Linked DNA regions of Mus musculus: region 1 is linked to region 2. The links are chromatin contacts, called in public HiChIP or PLAC-seq maps. All regions are on one chromosome and are shown on one strand. Each heading gives the region's core, a stretch centred on a gene start, on an enhancer-like site or on the middle of the called end of the contact. The rest is flanking DNA. Distances are from core to core; before and after follow the strand shown.

The links. HiChIP or PLAC-seq counts read pairs in DNA pulled down with a chosen protein or histone mark.
Region 1: an H3K4me3 HiChIP or PLAC-seq map of embryonic forebrain shows a contact between it and region 2, with 5 times the contacts expected there. The contact joins the promoter of Gad1os here to the enhancer-like site in region 2. A contact is called at or near these places in 13 of 39 promoter capture datasets (the 3T3-L1 cell line, 3T3-L1-derived adipocytes, the C10 cell line and 9 more), 1 of 15 datasets of contacts at CTCF or cohesin (embryonic stem cells), 1 of 484 Hi-C or Micro-C datasets (large pre-B cells), 15 of 115 datasets of contacts at active chromatin or transcription factors (SST interneurons, VIP interneurons, differentiating embryonic stem cells and 9 more) and 4 of 9 other capture datasets (adipose tissue, liver, macrophages and 1 more).

What each region holds. Positions count from the first base shown.
Region 1 is chr2:70,560,619-70,565,566 of GRCm38.p6, forward strand. Gad1os (glutamate decarboxylase 1, opposite strand) reads right to left here and starts at 2,739. Exons shown (of 3, transcript NR_040496.1): 1 at 2,641-2,739. Gad1 (glutamate decarboxylase 1) reads left to right here and starts at 1,511. Exons shown (of 17, transcript NM_008077.5): 1 at 1,511-1,714; 2 at 3,150-3,292. The coding sequence starts at 3,214.
Region 2 is chr2:70,064,130-70,069,560 of GRCm38.p6, forward strand. The region is part of intron 2 of Myo3b (myosin IIIB); the gene reads left to right. Among named protein-coding and RNA genes, the nearest start is that of Myo3b, 28 kb to the left of the region's middle. Within about 2 kb of position 1,977, at least 22 of the 459 cell types and tissues checked have an H3K27ac peak or open chromatin away from gene starts, as enhancers often do. A contact at or near this core is called in embryonic forebrain and neural stem cells, where this site is marked.

The DNA.
Region 1 (4,948 bases), core at 1,489-3,988, 500 kb after region 2:
ACTCAGCTCAGCCCACCCTTCGGGTGCTTTTTGTTTTTAAAATGTGCGGGGGCTTTTATGTGAGGCCCAGAGAAAACAGCAATGTTCTCTTTGGTCGCAAGGAGCAGCTTAGTTACTTCAATCCCTTTTGTTGATCAGACCGTATCCTCCCAGCCCTGAGGCTTCCAGCTCCCTCACGAAAATTTCGGTGATTTATACTATTTGTTTTTGATGTTTCCGTTGAGTGGTGATGAAAGTCGCTAAGATGGTCACAAAAAAAGAGACAGGCCTGGGATAAACCATCGAAGACCCAGAGGTGCACATGAATAAACCGGTCTGCTGCTCCACAATATGAGGGAAATCTCTATGAAAACGAGTAAAGCGATCATAGAGTACTCCCCATCACTCAGACAGGCCCAAAAATCCAGTTTGTTTTGCCCCTAAAGGATGAGAAACGGAGGGAGAGGAAAAAGAAAGCCAGGAGGTAGCGGCGAGAAGGCTAGAAGAGGCCGGCCGTTACAGAGCCTTTCGGGCATCTCCAGGTGTTGTCTAGGGCGCACCAGGGAAAAGGCCGCCAGCACGGGGTCTCTGTGTGTTTGGCGCCCTCTGGTGGAAATTTTTTCCAATACCGCCTTTTTATGGTGGGGGACTTCACCCCGCTCAGTAATGTGCTTAAATATTGCCAAGAGAGAATCATTGAACAGCGTGAAACTGAAAAGAAGCGAGGAGAGCGGGCCAAGACACGGAGTGCCGTCCTGGCTTCCCGGAGCCACCCTCCATGCTCTGCTGCCCCAGGCGTGTGGAGCGGCACTCGTGCGTGTTATTAACCTTCAGACATGATCAATTACGAAGATTTCTTTTACCCCTCTCCAGGGAGAGGGCTCAGAGAAAGGGAAATAGACCCCTTGCCTCTTGTGGTGCCAGGTAGCTGTGTTCGAACGAGGTAGTGTGGAGATGGACTGGAAGAAGAAACGGGAGTGCAGAAACTCCAGGGTCTGTCTGGGTGGTCCCCTCATCTCCGCTTTGCCTGTACAGCCATACTGGCTCAGTAGAGCGCTCCCTAGGACACCACCCAGAGAAAACCTTCTGGAATCGCCAATCCAGGACAACCACAGGAGATTGATCAAGGCAAAGCAAATATTCTAGTCTTCTCCAAGATACGGGATGGAGGGCTAGGAAGAGGGGAAGGAAGAATCACCCAGTGAGACAAAATTCTTCGTAGGAATTATATTTTCCCTTGCCCTCACCCAACATCGCCTATCTCAAAAATAATTTAAAAACAAAAAACAAACAAACAAACAAAAAACAGAGCGTGCTGAGTGCATTCTGGATTACTCATAGGACTTTGTCACACACACCCTCCTTTCTGGTCGCAAACCCGTGAGCTGGATTTATAATCGCCCTACAAAGCTCCAGAGGCAGTCAGACACCTGCAAAGGAGCCCCAGCGCTCCGCGGACGAGCTGCCCCCGCGAGCAACGGCCTCGTGATTCCCCCCGCCGAGCGGGTCCCCGCCTCCCCACTCCGCCCCCGCCTCCCCCAAGCCCAGCGGCCGCCTCTCCGGATCTCTCCCTTCTTCAGGCTCTCCCGTGCCGGACCAGGGATCGTGCAAGCAAGGAAGCAGCCCTGGGGTGACACCCAGCACGTACTCCTGTGACAGAGCCGAGCCCAGCCCAGCCCCGGGACGCTTCGCAGAGGAGTCGCGGGAGGGTCCAGCTCGCTGTCGCTGAACCGAGGTGGGTAAATACCGGATCGCCCGGACTTGCCAGAGCCCCGCCTCGGTTATTCAACCCGGTGCCCTCAGCCTGCGGCTTCTTGTCCAGCCCTTTGCCTCACCCCACCAGCACGCGCCTGTCGCCCACCTTCCACAGCCGAGTGCTTCCCGCCAGTCCTGTCGCAGCTGTGGTTTGGCGCACCCATCCCCTACCCTCCTCGCTCTTGAAACCCTTATCAATTTCATTCGGGAGGACACATAAGGGCTGAAGTGACCCCAGAGCCATTTTTTGCCTGCGCTTGGGGGATCGGAGCTCACGGCTGTCGGATACGCGCCTGGGTAGCAGCGGCAGAAGGTGCGAGGAGCGATAACCTGTTACTTCCCCAGCACCCGCGTCCCACCGCCGCCCGCGGAGCTGCGAGAGCGCGCGGAGGTTGCGGGGGGGGGGGGGGACAGATGCTCGGCCCGAGGGACGACACGCAAAAGGCGGCTGGTGGGCTGCGCTCTGCGGGGTCTTAGATTTACCCAGATTACCGTTCTCCTCCCTCTCCTCTCATTCTTTCGCCCGCTCCTTCTCCCCATCTCTTCCTCTTCTCTCGCCCTCTCTCCCTCACTCTGTCCACGAACAAACACCAAATAGGGGAACCGCGCACTCTTCTATCCGAGGTCTCTTGCGCCCTAGGCGCAAATTCGCCACCGGGTGACGGTCTCCTTTTTACCCTCTGCCACCTTCTCTGGCTCAGTGAAACGAACTCTGGGGACTAGGTAGAGTAGAAACAGTGAATCTGGGACGGAGCCTCGCTCTAGGGTTGAGAAAGCTAGAAACGAGGTGGGACAAGAAACTGATCAGCAAGGCTTCGACACGCTGCCTTTTGGCTGTCTGGAGTGCAAGGTGACTGATTCTTAGCGGGTCAAGTCCTGAGGGGCGGAGGACCTATTTCTTCTCACCTTGTCTCACCAAAGTCCCTGTCCCCGGCGCTGTGAGCCTCCTTCTTTCCAAGGAATTGGCCAGACACAACAACGGGAGCCAGACACCGAACCAGACGTGCCCGCCCCGCACGCCCTCCCCCCTCCTCTTCTGCCCGTTCACCAGGCTGCTGGGAGCCCAATGGGGCTTGTCTCGGCTGGGCTGGAATTTGCTCGATGAGTGCTCCCTAGTGCTCCTGGCCCTATCCTCACCCCATCCCTCGCGTCCTGCACCCGCCTCCGGCGCCCCTTAGCTGTGAGCCTCACTCGGAGCACCCCGTTGCGCCTCTAGACTTGAGAGTCGCCCGGGGCTACTGTGCTTGCGCCCCAGTCCCAGAGCTAGCGAGCGCCTCCCCACCCCCTCCCACCGACCGCGCACCAGGACCCAGCCAGCTCGCTGCCCTTGGTCTCCCTTCTGTCTCCGAGACTTCGGTGCCCCGGGCCGCAGGACCTAGAAGCTCTCCCGGCACAGCTCTCCCTTCTGTTTGCAGCCTGTTCCTGCGCCCAGTCTGCGGGGGACCCTTGAACCGTAGAGACCCCAAGACCACCGAGCTGATGGCATCTTCCACTCCTTCGCCTGCAACCTCCTCGAACGCGGGAGCGGATCCTAATACTACCAACCTGCGCCCTACAAGTAGGTCCTGCCCCAGTTTCCTATTAAATGGACTGCAGCGAGGGTGGGGGCGCTGGCACTGCGGGAGGCTGCGCTGTCGGAACGCGAAAGGAGAGCGTAGAAATGATGGAGGCTGAGAAACAAATGGGGCCCTATTCCAGGTTCCTGCTTAGAGGTCATTTGGCTGCCAGGGACGCGAGGTTACTCCCAGGGCACCGAAGAGCAGCGAGGACTTCACAAGGGCCGGGCAAGAAAGATCTTTGGGGTCTAAGGGGCAGAGACGTTCAAGGAGCTGTGTTGTGTTTTTGTGTCTGGCGGGACAACAGGGGTCAGAACAGAGGGGTAGTGTGAGGAACCCGGAGTCTCAGCGAGAACAGTTTCCTAGCTCTAGGTTTGAGATGAAACCTGACCTCCTCCTCTCCTTTCCTCCACCCCCCCCCGCCCCCAGCGCTGTACTCACAGTCCATAATCAGGGGAAATTTCGACGTTAATTGCAGCTTTTAGAAAACTCTGGGTCCCTAATTGCTCCAAATTTGCGTCTAGCTATTGACGAGTGAGGGCGAAGCCAGGGGCGTAAAAGGTGCACAAAACTGCCTGAGATTCAATTAATTACATCTTAGAGACAAAAAAAAAAGGCGAGGGAGGGGCATTTAAGCATCATCCAGAGTGACGGGGGGGGGGGCACCTTGGCAGCTAACTAGGAGGAGATGTGGCTTGGCAAGCCAGGAGGCAGAAGCACCCCTGTGCTTTTTTCTAGAGACCTGTCAGCAGGTGACAAGTCTTGGGGAGAATAGAGAAACCAGATAAAAGGGCATTTATGCTTCCCCATCCGATCTGTCTCTAATTCAGCCTGACTTTCTAACTCCACATAGAGGACTGGAGTCGTGGGATTTATCTTTTTTCCATGTTGGGGTTAAGTCTTTCACCACCCCTCTCCCAAAATTCTATCAGCTCCAGACAGCTCTGCGCCCCCTACCACCAGAATCTCTACAGAAGAGGAGCTGCGGGAGATCTGTGTGGTTGAGAGTGCTTTATTGTTGGCGTCTTTATGGCACTTATTGTAAGCCCCGTGAAAACAACAGTTCCCGTGTACACAAGTGGCAAGCTGAAGGCAGGAAACCCCCCTTTGAATTTCTTGGTGCAGACTCTGAGGCAGGAGACCCTAAGTCCTCAGGCCACCTTGCAGTTCTCTTAGCAGCCCCCCCCCCCTTCCTGCACACAGGCAAGCGACAATTGCCCACACAACAAAGCAGATCCCAGGCAGAGTCGTCAGTGCCGGTGGCACGTGATCCAGGCCTTGGCGGTGGAGTCAGCAGTGGGAGCTGGCCTGGCCGAACTCGAGGCCTGCGCCCCTTTTGTCTGTAGATTGAACCCTGATAGATTTATTTTCCAGTCCTCCCCACATCTTACTCCAGTCTTTATCCCCCAACACACACCGTTATTCCTTCTGCAAGGTTGGGGACCACCCTCCACACTAGGCACCTCTACATCCTAGCAGACTACCCCATAGTTCTCAAATGCCCAGCCTCAGCAAAGGCCAAGTCGATAATCTGAGTCCATACAAGGTGTGGTACCTCCGGAAACCACCTAAATGGAGGCCAGAGATCTAAGGACACCCCACCTCCACCTCCCTTCCCTGGGAACCCCTAACCCTTAACTGGAGAAAGCCTGAGAGAG
Region 2 (5,431 bases), core at 727-3,226:
GCTGCTGTTCTCACTCTGGGAATGTGGCATACTTCAGTTCTTACTGTGGAAGTGCTTCATGTGGAGCAGAGCAGCCCTCTTCAGGATCCTGTTCCTCTCTCTAGCGGTCCCTCTGAGCTAAGGAGTACTGTTCCGGTTTAGGAGAGGAGGGAGGAGGCAGGTGTACCAGGCCTGTACCCTCCGGGAGGGTGGGGACCATCCTAGTGAAGTCCGTTGGGCCACTCCTTCGCAGGGACAGCTGGTATCTTTACCCCCCAGCTTGAACAGACTGTCTGTGACCTTCCGTGTCCCTGTTTCACCTGGGACCCTGCTGGTTCCCTGTTCTGCCCTCCCTCTCTTGCATTCTTAAACCCAATTTCCAGCATCCGCTTACCAGGATGACCTCCCAATCACTTCAAAGATAAAGATCTCGGCTCTCCCCACATGCTGTTGGAAAGTTCTGCCCCAAATGAGACAATTGAATTCTAACCCAGTGCCATTGTTCAGTATCTTTATGATCCCTCTTCTGGAACCAGACTGGTCTAGTTAACATCCTGTTCTTGCTCCTTACTTTACTCCCCCAGCAAGCAGACAAGCTGGTGAATACATCAGTTCCAATGACGAGAGTCTGAGTCCCTGAGCTAGTCTGCAGGTGACTGTTATGAGTTCGGTGGGCACTACAGAGATGGGGAACACGTCCCTTTCTTTCTTTTTATTCTAACTTTTTATTCTCTGTGTATGGGTGTTTTGCCTGCGTGTCCATCTGTGTACCACATGTCTGCTCGGTGTCTATGAAAGCCAGAGGAGGGCACTGACTACCCTGGAACTGAAGCTGCAGGTGGGAGCTGTCACTCAAACTTGGGTCCTCTGCAAGAGCAGCAAGTGCTCTTAACCACTGAGCCATCCCCCGCAGCTCCCACCTCCCTTTAAGATCCCTACAGCGCTAAATGGAAAGGCAAGAGATCATTACTGACCAACAGCAGTGAGATATTTGGTCCCTTAGACACGCTCTTGCTTTCTGCCTCCCCCTGTGCTTCCCTGGACTCTGACTTCCTCTCCCATGTGTGCTGTGTGTGCACCGACCACTTCACTGCTCCCCCCAAAAGAGCATCTAGATCCACTGGATCCTGGAAGTCCTCCAACCTGAGTCTTGATCCTGAACTGATCGGATGCTTCCTGGGAACCTGTGGGCTCATCAGACACAGCATCGTTGGCTCCTGCTGCTCAAGGGTCTCTCACCTGGCATGCTGACCTGAAGGGATACTTCTTGACTTCCTATTCCTGGCTCCCCCTTTCTCTCTTTACCTCAGTCCTCTGCATACATCCCACGGTGTGTCACTCGAAGCTATCAGATGCTTCTCCAACTTCAGAAACTAACCATTAGCAATGTTATGTGTCCCGCCACATCTGTAGTTCTAAAGAGTGACCCTGTCGACTGTATCTGCAGCGACTGAGCACAGCACTGAGATGATTTGTTTCGATCAGGCAATGTGGGGAGGGAAGGGCCTTTGCAGCCTGAAGTTGGGACATAAGGAATCATAATTATCAAGTGAGATGCATGGGGAACCCTCAAGAGTGGCTGTCATTGTGCTTGGTGTGCTGATAGGACACACAGTAGGCTCACCCACGACTTGTCGACATCAAGTTAATCTTGATTAATGGGGGAGGTAAAGCCAGCAAGGGTTTGATGGATGTGTCATCTCCTCCCATAATAGTCATCTGAGGCCAACCCACTTAGGACCTGCATGGGAAGCAGGGCCTTTCCTCTGGGGCTGGGGAGATGGCTCAGCAGTTAATATCACATCTATGACATAACATTGACACAAAACACATGCACAGAATAATCTTTAAAGAAAGTCCTTTTGTGCTGGCACTCCGTACATTCTGATGAACGCAGTCTGCTTTGTTTTCTGGGCCTGAAAAGGTCTGCTGTTCGCTGAAGAAATGAACGCTGCACAAAAGCTGGATTCAGAAAATAGGTCACCCGTGTGAGCTGCAGTTATTCTCCTTCAAGCTTTCTTCTGGGCTTGCTGGAGATTGCTTTTTTGCAAAGGGCAGATGTGGCTACCCTGGCTGAAAGGCAACTGGTGTGTGTGTGTGTGTGTGTGTGTGAGTGTGTGTGTGTGAGTGTGTGTGTGTGTGTGAGTGTGTGTGTGTGAGTGTGTGTGTGTGTGTGTGTGAGTGTGTGTGTGTGTGTGTGTGTGTGTGTGTGTGTGTGTGTGAGGCTTTGGCTTTGGGCCCCTGTCAGGCATCACAGATTCTGGGTCCTCAGAGCTAACTCTGTCTTTGTCTGGCTGTTGAACTCCTACTAAAAAGGGGAAACACTTTTTCAGTACTGATTTCCACATGAACATACACATACACCACACATGCCTTACAGCTACATAGTCACACATGGTTAGGTGCACGATCCCTGTACACATGGACACAGCACACAGAGAGCACACACATGCAGCTAACATGTTCACAGCCACTTGATTGGTCCCCTGCAGTCTATAATAGAGCAGGCCCGTGGGATTATAAAACACTTTATTTCTGCACACAATCTCTCAGCTTGAGGCCAAATTGAAGGGCATTAGTCATTAGTAATTTGTAGTTGCTTTTAAATGTATTTCACTCAGAGACGGTTTAAGGCAGCCACAGCTCAGATTTCTCCAGGCTTTGGTAAGGAAGTGAAAAATCTGATCATTTAGTTAATCATTGTCATGGTTGTGGTTACGTATTGTTCCTTAGTGGTGGCCACATCGTGACTGGCTTTTGAATTAGGTAGCAATCTGAACAATATTAAGCAAATTGCATTATGTCCCACATCTCTCTTTCTCTCAGTATTGTTGATGTTTAGTGTTTAAAATCCATTGACCATCGTCAATAAGGAACCTCAGAAGTCTACCCAGGCATCAGTGGCTTCAAACCTGGGTGCTCCCTTGGAGGTTCAGGGTCAACAGCCCCAGGCTTGATCAACTCAGCAAGGATCACCTACAACAAACTTTGAGAGACTAGTTCAGCTACCTCACTTCTCAGATGAAGGGGAGGGAGGGTGGTAAAGGCGAAGAGACTTCAGAGATTTGCCAGGATCGAGATGTCTGTTGTTCCTGGTGTCAGTGTCCCCTAAGGAAGGAATGCTTCATGTTCTGCTCTAGAGTCAGCCCGCATGGTCATTAGCCCCTCATAAGCAGTGGGGACATAGATCCTTTATGGAAGGAGGGATATACCATGCTGTTGAGACTGTGGCCTCTTCTAGCTTCATTGCCTCCCTTGTCAGAGGGAGTCGTGCATGCCACCCCTAGTCCCCTCTCCCCAGAAGGTTGGTCTTCCACCCAACCAAAGGTCTAGAGTAGGAAAAACTATTAAAAAGCAAAGACAAGTCTACTGTTCACGACATCTGCAGCTCAGCCCTGCAGGAAGTTCCCACCCCTCTGTTCTAGGTCCTGTATACCTTCTCTTGCCTCTTAGGTGGTCTTCTTCTTCATGTCTGTGCTAATATTGTGTTTCTACAGAGGCACTGAGACAGGATGGCAGTGCCAGCCCACACATACTGTCTCACGTGTCAGAATCCACACTAAATGCAATGATTCTGGAAGCTTTCCCCAAAGACAAGTTAAATGAGGTTGCCCGGAAGCCCTGGCAAGAATGGAATGGAGCAGTGACTTGTGGCCAAAGGATAAATAAATTACAGGGGTATTTATTGGCTGCCGGCTGTAGCCATCAGCCTGGTGAACGGTGAACCCAAGAGAGACTGAAGAAAAGTCAAGAGCAAAGGAGTTCAGAGGGCAAGAGCAGCAGATCTGAAGGGCCTGTGTGGATGGATGTCGGAGATGCTTGGGCCCTGCTCTAAAAGCAATAGTGATTTTATGGACTCACATAGGTTCAAAGAGACCCCATGAGAGACAGCTGTGTGAGGACGAGATGCAGGGGGCTGGGGCAGGAAGGGCAGCTGATAGAGGGGTAGCCAAGATGACAGGAGGCCCACAGTCAGACAGGCTCTGCTTACCAAGCCATTCACCTTGCAAAAGGTTACATTCTGTTGCTGCAGGGTCATCTTTTTCTAAGGTGACCTACAGTGACCTGGAGAAAGTGGTGACAGGCACTTACCCTACAGATATATCTTAAGTGTGGAGCTGACAGCACCTTCTGTCTATAAGCAGGCCTTCATTAACTGGTTACATATTTGTGAAACAATTTGGAACTTTCTGGGATTAATCCACCTAGCACATTTAGAAGATTCCTCTGCCATTCATACTCAGCCTTCCTTGACCTACTCATAGTGTTTCCTATTTTGATAAAAATATTTAGATTTTTTTTTTTATCTTCTGAGCATGAGTTTTGCCTGCATGCATGTCTATTCCTGATGTCCTGGAAGGTCTGAAGAAAGGATCAGAGCCCCTGGAACTAGAGTTATGGAGATTTGTGAGTGGCCATGGCCATGCTGGGAATTGAAGCTGGGTCCTCTGTAAAAGCAAGCCGTTCTCCTTACCACTGAGCCCTCCTCTTTTCTGTCCCTCTGTTTTGATTTATGCTACACCCTGGTAACTTTCCATCCTGGAGCTTAAGGTTTTCTATGCCAAACCAAGTCGTTTACAGGAGGGGTTGGGACTATTAGTGCTTTCCCAGTTGCTCACAGCTTTTGCAAGGCTTGAGCATTAAGACAAGAGAAGTCTGTGTTAGGACTGTAATCCACAGAAGCGAATTTGTGAACGTAGGTTATTAAAAGGACAAGTGATCAGCCAGTGAGAACCGTGATTTTATCTGAGTTCTCTGTAGATCAGATTTAACACGCATCCACTTCTCCTGCCCTGCCAGCTCTAGGAGCTAGGAGAATCTAGAGCTCAGAGCAGCAACCCAGGGGGAGCAACTATATGCTGGGCCTGGCTGCCCAAGGGGTGCAGTTCTGTGAACAGGGTTACCTGGGACACCCAGGAATGTCCCAGAGTCCTGCCTTATAGTTCAGAGACAGTGAACTTCATTCCCTGGCCATTGCTCCCACACCTCCCACAGAGCACCTTCAGAGCTGATCGCCCTCACTGATCACCCAGGCTCCTATTGAACCAAAATGCTAAACCTTCCTTTATCTCATCTGCTGCCCTGCTCAGAGACATTAGCCCCATGGTTGGCTCATGCTAAGATGTGGTGTTTTATCAAAGCAAGAGAAACACAAACTAAGACTGACTGTGCCTCAAATAAACAAATAAATACCAATTACGTTTTTCTAATTGAAAATAAAACATTGTTGGGCTAGATAGGCAGTGGTTGAGAGCACTTGCTGCTCTTGCTGAGGGCCTGAGTTCCATTCCCATCACCCTAACCAAGCAGCTCACAACTACCTGTAGCTTCAGCCCTAGGAAACCTGACATTCACTTCTGGCCAGGGCACTTGCGTTCACATGCACCTACCCACACATAGACAAACACATATATACATACTTTTTAAAAATTACAGATCGTGGTAAGAACTG